2 separate regions of the Mus musculus genome follow, and region 2 is linked to region 1. A link is a contact called in public HiCAR-type data. All regions are on one chromosome and are shown on one strand. Each heading gives the region's core, a stretch centred on a gene start, on an enhancer-like site or on the middle of the called end of the contact. The rest is flanking DNA. Distances are from core to core; before and after follow the strand shown. Region 1 holds the start of Dnajb9 (DnaJ heat shock protein family (Hsp40) member B9). Region 2 overlaps Nrcam (neuronal cell adhesion molecule).

The links. HiCAR-type assays count read pairs that join an accessible place to other places.
Region 2: a contact with region 1 is called in a HiCAR-type map of astrocytes, with 2.3 times the contacts expected there. The contact joins the enhancer-like site here to the promoter of Dnajb9 in region 1. A contact is called at or near these places in 3 of 39 promoter capture datasets (cranial neural crest, liver and neural stem cells), 4 of 115 datasets of contacts at active chromatin or transcription factors (astrocytes, bone marrow-derived macrophages, embryonic stem cells and 1 more) and 1 of 9 other capture datasets (adipose tissue).

The regions. Positions count from the first base shown.
Region 1 is chr12:44,208,585-44,214,358 of GRCm38.p6, forward strand. Dnajb9 (DnaJ heat shock protein family (Hsp40) member B9) reads right to left here and starts at 1,484. Exons shown (of 3, transcript NM_013760.4): 1 at 1,356-1,484. It overlaps Mir5627 (microRNA 5627), which reads left to right and starts at 1,729; the gene lies at 1,729-1,789.
Region 2 is chr12:44,522,401-44,528,078 of GRCm38.p6, forward strand. All of the region lies in intron 3 of Nrcam (neuronal cell adhesion molecule), which reads left to right. Among named protein-coding and RNA genes, the nearest start is that of Nrcam, 200 kb to the left of the region's middle. Within about 2 kb of position 3,066, at least 27 of the 459 cell types and tissues checked have an H3K27ac peak or open chromatin away from gene starts, as enhancers often do. A contact at or near this core is called in astrocytes, where this site is marked.

The sequences.
Region 1 (5,774 bases), core at 234-2,733:
GGTATTATTACTTGTTTATATTATTATTTAATACTGCATTTTCCTGAGGTGGCTCCTGATCTACCCCAGCTTCCTCAGCGCTGTCTTCATTACCACATTTAATTTCAGAATATAAACCAATTACTGAAAAAGAAATCTGTCTTTTCTGTGTTTGGCTAGAACCGCAGGAAGAAAGGCAAAGGTGGGGAAGGAAAGATTTTTCTCAAATCTGTAAAATCTATTTGATCTTAAAGTGGTTAAAATAGTCTGTTTGCATAAATTTAACTTCCCAAATACTTCAGAAATATCGGTAAATAACATCTGCTTAAGGCTCACAATTAGTAAAACTTATACTTCTTTGAAAGCTGAGCTACCAGAGGAAGAAAAGTTTATACTTTGGATAAGTTGGGTTATTACTGGGCTTCCCAGATTTCTCAGCAAGTAAAATGTTTCTCTTTAAAACAAAGTTTTACCTAAGAACTATTGGTAACACATAATGATTCGAGATGAAGTGTATTTCTTTGCTTTTTTGAATGCTGTACCACAGAAGTCCTTAATGACCTATGATGACATAACAGGGCTGATGAAAAAGGCACTATGGTTTGTGGAAACTGCCAGCCAACCTCTCCTGTGGCCTATCCTAAGCATAATTAGCAGGTAGATTACTTTTTTCCCGAGACTTAGTCATAGTCACGCGTACCAAGTACAAACTCTCTAAAGAACTCAAGCAGAAAGCCTGGCGTTGTGCCCCACGCCTTTAATCGCAGCACTCAGAAGGCAGGGGCAGGCGGGGATCACTTTGAGTTCAAAATCAGCCTGGTCTCCATAGTGAGCTCCAGGGCAGCCAGATCTACCCTGACTTAAAAAAAAAAGTAGATTTTTTTTTTTAAAGTTAATGTAAGCGGAGCATGTCCGATGATGGTCGCCAGAGGCTGCGGTTGTTCGCTAGTCAAAGGGCTGGTCCACAACTGACAGCAAGGCGGCTCGGTGACAAACGAGATCCCGCCGCTTCAAGCTGCCCCTGGAGATGTTTTTAGTGCCCGAGCTTTAGCTTCCCCATCAAACCCACTCTGCCCAAACAATGGGATCGCCCTCCCCGAACCCGCTGGAGGGCTGGCCGGTCCGGCGTCCCGGCCCACTCCACTCAGAGCGTCAGCTCCATGCTCCGGCCCTGCCGGCGAGCTCCGCGACCTGCCGGCCTGGCCTCGGGGAAGACGACCCCCCAACCCCACCGCAAGCACGAGCTGTGACGCAGCCATCTCGGGGTACAGTCGCGTCGCTTGGCTTCCCAACGCGGCTGATAGGTGGTAGGACACCAAGGCCAAGGCGGAACACAAAGCGGGACCCGACTCGGCGCCACCCTCCCCGGTCCTTACCTGTGCGCCCCGACGCAGCTTCTCCACAGCGCGGCGGCCCGGCTCCGGTTCCCTGACCCCGGCCGCACAGGCTCCGACCTCGCCTCCGAACGCCGAGTAGCCTCCTCCCAGCTCGGCCCGTTCCCTACTGGCGGGAGCCCGTGGCTGGCGCGACCGCTTATAGAGCCGACCTACACGAAACGCTTCCCCATTGGCTCCCGCCGGCCCACCTGACTTTGGCGCCCTACGCGCACGTGGAAAACTGTTGTTGCCGTTTGGTCCTTGCGTCACTTCCGTCGCCACCCTCCGAGGGGCGGTGCCAAGGTGTGCGGAAGCGGAAGTGAGTCGACGATTTCCTCATCCTTCCCTGGGGCGCATCGCGCGCAGGCGCTTTAGAGGGTGCGCCGGGCCCTGCGTCCCCGCCCTAGAGGACAGGGCTCTCCGGCGCCCCTCGTGGGCCTTTTCAGCCTGCAGAAAGCTTCGCTGTTGAGCGGTCATCGCTCGCGCGGTCGTAATAAAGAGCTTTTATTCATAAGTGGCCAGGTGACCAGAAAACTCAGGTCTCACCCTTAGGCGATGTGTCATTGAGAGGCCATTAGAGCCCAAGCCTGCCTCTGTCATGTTAGTCTCTTAATCCTCAATTCCCCAAAAGGCGGGAGCCCACTGTATTGCACACTGCTTTGTAGGCAAGACCACGCTGTGTTGCTTTAACACAGCAAAGTTTGCACGGGGCTCGGGCTTTTCCAGCTCTTTCCCTCCCTCAGCTTGACCTCATTTCAACAGTAGGTATGTTGAAAGTACATCTGAAAGTGGGAAGGTGAGGTTCCTGTGAGGTTGGTCACTCAGTGCAACCCTGTTTCTTGTTTTTGTTTTAATGTTAATTTATTTTGAGTGCTCTACCTTCGTGTACACCTCTTTGCCAGAAAGAGGGTGTGAGCCACCATGTGGTTGCTGGGAATTGAACTCAAGAACTCTAGGAAGAACAGACAACCCTCTTAAACCACTGAGCCAACTCAAAGCTCAAAAACCCTGTTTCTCCTGCGAAAAAGGAGGCAAAAAGAATGTAAGCAACCTTGAAAACTGCCAGACTAGAATTATAACTTGTCCCATTATGTCTTCAGTTATGGAAGAGAGCATAATAGATATTATCTCAACAACAGCATGACATATTTCAAAAACAATAGGTAAGTACTTAGTTTTATTCAGAAGCCAAGGCAAGTTTGTCAAATTCCAAAGCCAGGTTTGCTGAGTTCCAACCCTGGTTCCCTTACATTGTAACTGAAAGACCCTTTGTTTAATCCTTTGGCACCTCTGATTTTTCTTCTGTACAGGTAAACAGATAAAGGAGGACTTAACAGGGAGTATGTACTTATGTGAAAAATCAATGTATTTAAAACATCCCATTTCTTTTCCTCTTGTAATGAAAAATAATTCTAGTGCTAGCCTGACTTTTCTGTTACTTCAAACTTTATTTTTCTCCCTGTGGTCAATTGGTAAGATTCTAGTAGATTTGCATGCATTGAGTGTTCAGCTCATCCTGTACCCAGGGTATGGTGGTGCACATTTATAATCTCAATGCTCTGGATGCTGAAGCAAGACAATCGGGAGCTCAAGGCCACACTGGGCATCCTAAGAGAGACCATGTCAGCAAAAAGAAAAAGAAAATAGTGTGTCTATCTTACAAGTCCAGAGAAACTACAGAAGATGGTTGTGATGGTTTGTATATGCTTGGCCCAGGTAGTGGCACTATTAGGAGATTATTAGGAGATATGGCCTTGTTGGAGTAGGTGTGTGACTGTGGGCTGCCTGGAAGTTTTCCTTTAGCAGGCTTTAGATGACGAGGTAGAACTTTCAGTTCCTCTTGCACCATGCCTGCCTAATTGCCATGCTCCCGCCTTGACAATAATGGACTGAATCTCTGAACCTGTAAGCCAGCCGCAATTAAATGTTGTCCTTTAACAGACTTGCATTGGTCATGGTGTCTGTTCAAAGCAGTAAAAACCTAAGACAGAAGTTGGTACCAGGGACTGGGATATTGCTGTCGTAGGCCTGAGCCTGCTTTTGTTTGGAAAAATGTGGATTTGGGGACTTTGGATCTGAAAAGCAGGGGAATGCTTTAAATGGGGCTTAATGGGCTATCCTAGTGAAAACATGGAAGACTTTGTCACTGAAAGTGATTTTAATTGTGCAGACTTGGCCTAAGGGGTTTCAGAGGAGAAGAATTTCAGTATGTGGCGTAAAGATTGTTTTTGTGGTATTTTGGTGAAGAATGTGGCTCCTTTTTTGTCCTGTCTAAAGAGTCTACATAAAGCTAAGGCAAAGATATTTATCTTAATTACATTGACAAAAGAAGTCTCAGAAATGGCCAGCATAGACTTTGTTCTCTGGTTAATTCTCCTGAAGAGCATTTTGAACAACTGTAGCAAGCTTAGAAAGGAAAAAATATAAAACATATGGTCTGAGCATTAAAGGGTCACCAGGAAGTAAAATGGAGCTGAATCCCATGTTCAAGGATATTGCATTGAATTAAGGGAGTGAGACTCTGGGGCAAGATCATATCTAGCTAAATATAGATCCAGGCATGGTGGTACACACCTTTCATCCCAAGACATAAAGTCAAGCAGATCTCTGAGTTCAAGGCCAGCCTGGGACAGAGCAAATTCTAAGTGAAGAAAAACTTATATCAGGTGTGGTAGTACACACCTTTAATCCCAGAAGACAGATGTGTTGATGGTGGTACACACCCTTAATTCTAGGAGATAAAGCCAAGCAGATCTCTGAGTTCAAGGCCAGGCTGGGACAGAGCAAGTTCTAGGTGAAGAAAAGCTTAAATCAGGTTCGGTGGTACATGCCTTTAACCACAGGAGGAGACAGGCATGCAGATCTCTGAGTTCAAGGTCAGTCTACAGAGCAAGATCCAGGACAATCAAACTTAGGCCCTGAAGGAGTTGGAAAAGAGGAGGCTAATGATATTGTAAAAGAAAAAAGGGACCATGTTCCAGCTCCTACAAGCAGCAGAACTTGTCATCTTTGGCCATATGGCTCTGGCTTTAGAATCAAGAATAGAAGGGACTACTGGGACAATTGATGCTGGTTAGCTGGAGTTAAGAAAATTATTAGTGATTAAGAAGAGACCAGCATCACTGAGGAGAAATTTTCTGAGAAGTTTTTTATGAGAACACAAAGAAACTGTGTTCCAGCTGGGCAGTGGTGGCACACACCTTTAATCCCAGCACTTGGGAGGCAGACATAGGTGGATTTCTGAGTTCCAGGCCAGCCTGGTCTACAGAGGGAGTTCCAGGACAGCCAGGGCTACACAGGGAAACCCTGTCTCAGAAAACAAAAAAACAAACAAACAAAAAACAAAAAGAGCTCTCATAGAGAGTCAGAAAAAAAATTAAGTCAGGAAACAATCTAGATTTCTTAAAGAGTATGATGTCTTAGGTTCCTGTGGCTACACCAAAACACCATAACCAATAAGTAAGCTGAGAGGTAAGGATTTATTCTGCTTATAGTTCCACATCACTGTCATGATTAGAGCACATCAGGACAAGAACTCAAGCAGGGCAGGAACTTGGAGACAGGAGCTAATGGAGTATACTGCTTACTGGCCTGTTTTTCCTAGCTTGCTCAGCCTGCTTTCTTATAGATTCCAGGACCACCAGACCAGAGCTAATACTACCCACAGTGGCTGGGTCCCTCCCCCATTGATCACTAATTGAAAAAATGACTTAGATGTGGATCTTATATAGGCATTCTCAACTTAGGTTCCTTCCTCTCTGATGGTTGACTCTAGCTTGTGTCAGATTGTCACACAAAACCAGCCAGTCCAACTGACCCCTTCTCAACTTGACATACAAAGACATCACTATTAAGCCATAATCCTTGTTTTTCTTATTCATCCCCAAAATCTCCCATTAATATCCAAAGTCTTTTAAAATACAAAATTTCTTAACTGTGGGCTCCAGTAAAATACTTTCTTGAAGACAGAAAAATCAGGGCACAGTCCCAATCAAATCAAACCAAAATCAAACTGCAACTATAGAATGTCTAGGATCCACTCAAGATCTTCTGGACTCCTCCAAAGGACTTGGATAACTTCTCCAGCTCTGCCTATAAAAACCTTAAAAAGGTTTCTATCTATAGCACACAGCTTGTCTTCTAGGCTCCAGCTGATACTACTGTTCTGTTGCTATTGTTCTTGGTGGTTACCCATGATATTGGCATCTCCAACAAAACACTGGAGTCTTCTGCAGCAATTGGGTTACACTTTCACCAGTAACCAATCATAGGCTCTCTTCATGGTACCAAGCTTCAACTTCTTTTCATGGCCTCCTCAGTTCTGGGCCTTCAGCTTCCACTGAGGTTGCACCTTCACCAATGGCCTCCCCTGTGCCAAGCCTCAGTTCTTCTCCATGACCCTTTCATATCTTCAAAACC
Region 2 (5,678 bases), core at 1,816-4,315, 320 kb after region 1:
AATGTCGTTTCCAACAGGCATACTTTCTTATGCTTATGTTCTTGTAGAGAACATGGCCTTCTAGTATGGAACGTCCTGGAAATTGAACTGCATTAAAACGTTCAGGGTAGACGTTCTCTTTGGGATAGATTTGATACATTTCCCTTTCAAGCAAATGAATGCTCATTGGTTTGCTTTTTCTCTTTTTAAAATATTTTCTGATTTTCACGTGGTCTGTTTGAAGAAAATGCAATGTATCAGGAGTTGAACCTGTCATGTATGGCTTCCCTGTCCTACTGGTGAATCCTGTGTGATATTCACTGTGTATCAACTAAAAACTGATGAGATTTGTGCTTAGTATGAAACAGCTTCTGGCTCCAACGAGCAATTTCCAGCTCTGGAGTTTATGTTAATACAACTTTCTCAACACTGATAAGAAGTGGAAAATGTAATTCTTCATGTCTTGTCAGCTTCTATCCTTCACTTTCATGGTTCTGTTGCGATTATACATGGCTTGGATACCTTAGTACGATTTATTTTGAAATGTTGCTGTGAGTATTACAAAAGGCTGTGGAGTGGTAAAAATGATGTCTATTGGGTTTTAATAAATCTGGGGTTTTGCTTCTATCTCTAGACCCATGTTTAAAGAAAAGCCAGATTATAGGAGGAAAAGAATTCAGAAATGTAGGTTGGAAGGAGACAAAGGAGGCGTCTTGAGCCAGTCCGATCTATACCATCATCCAAGCTTTCTGCTCTATGACTTATCATGGAGATAGAGCAACAAGATGCAAATCCTGCTGAATATTACTTCTAAGATTCTTTCTTAAAGCAATTCTGGATGAAAAGAAATAGGGTCTGCTCTCAATGATGGAATATTAGTACCTACTAAATACTCTTCATGTACCCTGACATTTTCTGACTCTCCAAGGTTGGAATCACTGACTATGTCTGGCCAATCCATGGGGAAAAAAAAAAGTGTGTTGCTTCTGCTTCTGGGTAGAGAAAGGTAAGGCACGGAGACTCAGGAGGCTGTTTGTTGAGATGACATCATCAAAAGGTGAGATCCTCAGAGGGGCTGGAGCCAAGGACCCCGACACCTTTTCTGGACATTAGTACAAGAGAGACATAAATTATATTGTGTTAAGCACTGAGATGCTAGACAATTTCTTGTGGCAGTATAGGTTACTCCCCCCTTTTGTTCCTCTCCTCCTTGCTTTGCACTGTTAGGAAATTTGCACATATTGAGATACTTTCCCTTGTGACACATCCTTGTCTTAAAAGTTTTATTTCAGCAACAGTAACAGTTTTCTTAGAAACCTGACATAGTCTCCCTACCCCCCCCCCCCCCACAAATAACAACCTTGCAAGCACTCCAAAAATGCTTTTTGTATTCCTAAATGGCTGCTATTTTGACACGGGTTATTTGCTTGACTAAAAGATAAAGCATCATTCACCAAAAATATCAATGCCAGCATTTTTGCTAAGGTTTTAATAACCTACATCTGAGCCTTGCACCTTTTCAGTGTCAGCAGAGAAATTCCAGTTGACAGGAAGGTAAGCAGGGCTGAAGCTTGTCTTAGTCACTAGAAATCTTTCTAAATGCCTCACTGTCAATGCCAGTATTCAAAAGTAAATTGCCATATATATACATTTCTTTTTTAGACGTCACTGTTAGAGAAGTTTTCTAACTAACTCTTGTATTATATAAAAGCAATCAGTTGGCAGATGAACCCAGTGATGAAGGGAGGCCGGTTTCTATGGCTTGACTATTTTTCTTTTCCACACAACTCCTTCTTCTGATGCTGTTTATTTAGAGCATGAGAGAGCAAGGACCAGGCTGAGCACCGTCAGAACACTGCTGTGGTTGCTGGAGACAGAAAAGGAGGAGAAGTCAATAGTACTGAAGCCCTTCAACCTGTTTCTAGCTTCACTTTTGCTTTTCTACATTAGAAATAAATGGATATAATGCCTAAGACAGAAAATTGGGCACTATATACAATCGCTTTAGTATAAGAAATTTATGGAAAACTAATACTATTGTTAATTGTCATTTGCTTATTTGCTGACTGTAGATACCTGTGAGAAACACAACCCAAGTATGTACCTTTAGGGTACACTAATATATACAAAGAATACTAGCTTCTAAAAAATGCAAAAAGATATGTCAGCTTCAGGGAGGGGGGGAATCTGTTACAAGACAATTTGGTCAGTTTGAATTCCAGTGTGTACAGCCATGATCTTGGAAAGATACCAGTGCTTTGGGTTTGTCAGTCCTGCTAATATGTGTTGGGTTCTTTCTGGTTAGAAAAATACCTTAACTTGTCTTCATCCATTGCTGAAGATATCTGTGGGTGTATAACAAGCCGCATCAAAATCCTGTGGTTTAAAACAACACTGACCACATCCACGGGTTGGCAGGGAGGCTGTTGTATGTGGTTTAACAAATCGCTGACTCTACTGCTTTCAACTGAGGCCAGAAAGCCTCAAAGGATGTTTTTTCTCCTTCCAAGGTCTCTTTCCATGGACCTTCAATCATCATTAGTTCAGTTCCTACTTCCCATGTTCATCACACCCCTGCTCCTAGGATACCTGCCAGAATTTCAATGCCGAAGCTTAGTCATCTGGCCAAACCCAGAGTTACTGTAAGAGGGAACTATGTAAGGGTAGGGATGACAGAAAACAGTGCTGCCGAGAGGCTGCCCATGTAACATTCTACCTTCCTTCTATGTTTGTTGTAAAGGTCAGGGTGGAAAAGAGAGAAGAAGACACCTTAATCACAGTCCAATTCTGCCAATCCTCCTAGAGTTCTAGAGCAGTGTTTGGGCTCTAGCCTGGTTATCACAGCCACACAAGGGTGGCAGGTGCTAATCATTTGTCAAATGTCCTGTCAGTGCCATGGTCACAAGAACCTGTTTCTGCTCCTACAGCTCTTGGCTGACCCCACGTTCATTCCCCATTTAATACCTCATCTATCCTCCGCTTACTCATGGTTGCTCATATTGCTGTCTGTGTGACCTTTGTTCTTGCTCCAAACTGCTGTCTCACTCTTTCTTCCTGTTTCCTAGTCACCCTTAACGCAGAAAAGGAATGTGTTAGTATTTAGTGGGTCACTCTTAATTCCCTTTCAAGTCACCAAGTCATCTCACAGCCTTTATACATCCCACCCATCTTTGAGCAGACACCCACTCTGATTCTTTTAGCCTTGGTCAGGCTTGGGAACGTGGTGGGGGTGGTGTAGTTATAGGAGACAAAGCGGCAGACGTTGAGAATGGTGTAGTCTCCTGTGGGTCAAGAAGGGTGCGTCTCTTCTTATTTGAAGAACACCCTTTTCTCTTCTACTCCAACCACCTTCACTCTCACTGTCTGCTCTCTCACCCAGAAGAAATCTGAACAGCATCTGCTGAACACCTGGCTTGACAAGCGTGGAACAGGTGCGCTTCTTGCTCCAGTTGCCACTGGCCTGGTGCACATTAACTTTGTGTTAACCGCATCTTATGTGTTTTCCTACATCTCTCCTTCATATCACAGTCTCCTATTACGTTCTTTCTTTTCCTGTCATTACTCTGCTGAGAAAAGAGTTGATGTCCATATAATATAATGTATTAGAAATAACTAGATTTTACCAAAAGACTTTGGTAGTTCTAATGATCTAACATCCTGTCTCAAAAGCTCTATCAATTTTCTACATCTAAAACACTATAAGGCAATGCGACTTTTTTTCTATTGAGTTATGAAATATCCTTTAAAGTGTTTGTGAAATGTGGGAATTGTAACTACTTCGTGATGGCAAAGCTTGGCTGCTGGCTCTTTATTTTATTCTAGTTATGGGTAACTAGAATAAATCAGCTGCTAGAATATATCAGTTAGATCACTGAGGGCTTTAAGTACCGGTTAAAGGCTAGAATGTACTAATATTGGGTCTCTCAGTATCTCACCATAGAAGGCCTTTGAGAAAATAATTAACCAGTCCCTTTGAGGAGAGTGACTGCAGAGGATAGCCTGGAAGCCAGAGCGCAGCTGGCTCTGAAACTGTAGTGTAAGTAAGACTCTGAATTGTCAGTGTTCATCTGCTTTGTCGGTGTGTAGGAGTTGAAGGGAACCCTGGCCATGCCCAGAACTCTCCTGATTGATTTTTATTACCTATTACAGAATGAACTCTGTTATTGTTATTGTCATTGTTACTGTTACTGTTATTGTTACTGTTGCAGTTTTGAAGTCAGGGTCTTGCTTTGTAGTCCATGCTGGTCTTGAACTCTCAACCCCCTCCCTTTACCTACCCATGCAGAAAACTAGCCTTTTAAAGACTGTCTCCTCTCTATTATCTTAACCTGTTATTCTTTTAATAGACCAAGGCTGTCATGTGGTATAATGTGAGGAATCCCTGGTAATGTGGAAAACAGCATGAAGACACCCCTGGTAGAGTACCGTGAGCAGACATGTGAAAACCCTTTGTACATAGTAGGACTCCATCAGCCCTTTCAAAAAGTTATCAAGGGCAAAATGTGCTTGCTTACAGACAGGTTGCACGGTAATTATATGTGGAAGGAGGAGAGGTGCTTGATTGGTATAGGATATGACAGAGTAAAAGTAAAAGGAATAGAAACAGCAGAACTTTTCGTAAGAACCAGCTACCTAGGTCTGGCACTTCATGTATTAGTGTGTGTGTGAACTCAGCAACTGACTACCAGCTGGCATGGTGGAGTCCTTATCAGTGAGTAGGATGCTAGAATTTGTTATAAAATTTCATTGTATTTATTGTGCTAGGGAGAAAGGCTGTGCATGTGGGGGCAGCACACGTGCAAACGTTAAGAGGACAACTTGTGGGAGTCCATTCTTTCCTTCTACCATGTGGGGCTAAGTAAACTCTGGCTGTCAGCTTTGCAGCAAGCACTTTTACCCATTGAGTCGACTTGTCATCAGCTCGCGAATTTTCTATGAGGGATTGTTGGGAAGACAGGATAACTTATAACTTTCCATATGGAGGATCCTAAATGGGATTGCTACACAGGGAAGCACTCAATAATGCTCTCCCAGGCTGTCAATTTGACACAGACTAGAATCATGTCTGGCTGTCTCAAATTCACAGTTGTCCATATGTGATAAATATATTGCCATGCAGGTAAGGGAGTACCTTAACTGCTGCTTAGTGTGGGAAGGCTTACCTGACAATGGGTGGTATCGTCCCTAGGCAGGTGAGTCTCAATTATACAAGAGAGCTAGCTGAGCATGAGCCAGGGAGTGATGGAGAGAGCACACTAGCAAGCTCCTTTCATCCATGGTTTCTGTCCCCAGGTTCCTACATGGGTGACTGCCCTGACTTCCCTTGAAGATTAATTGCAATTTGAAGTACACACCAAATAAATCCTTTCCCAAGGTGATTTGGCCGGAGTGTTTTATCACAGCAACGGACAGGAAATGAGACCAGTAGCCATTGTGGTTTGGATTTTTTTCCCCTCATCTGTTGAATTGGTATATTTATATTGCTTTTCTGTTTTCTGTTGCTTTAAATAGTATCAAAATAAGATGGTCAGTTACATTATAAGAAATAAGGATTTTGAGCTTTTACTAGGATATACTATCACCTGTTGTGCTGGCTAGTCTTATGTCAACTTACACACAAACTAGAGTTTTCTGAATGGACAGGATCTTAATTGAGAAAATGTCTACATAAGACCCAGCTGTAAGGTATTTTATTAATT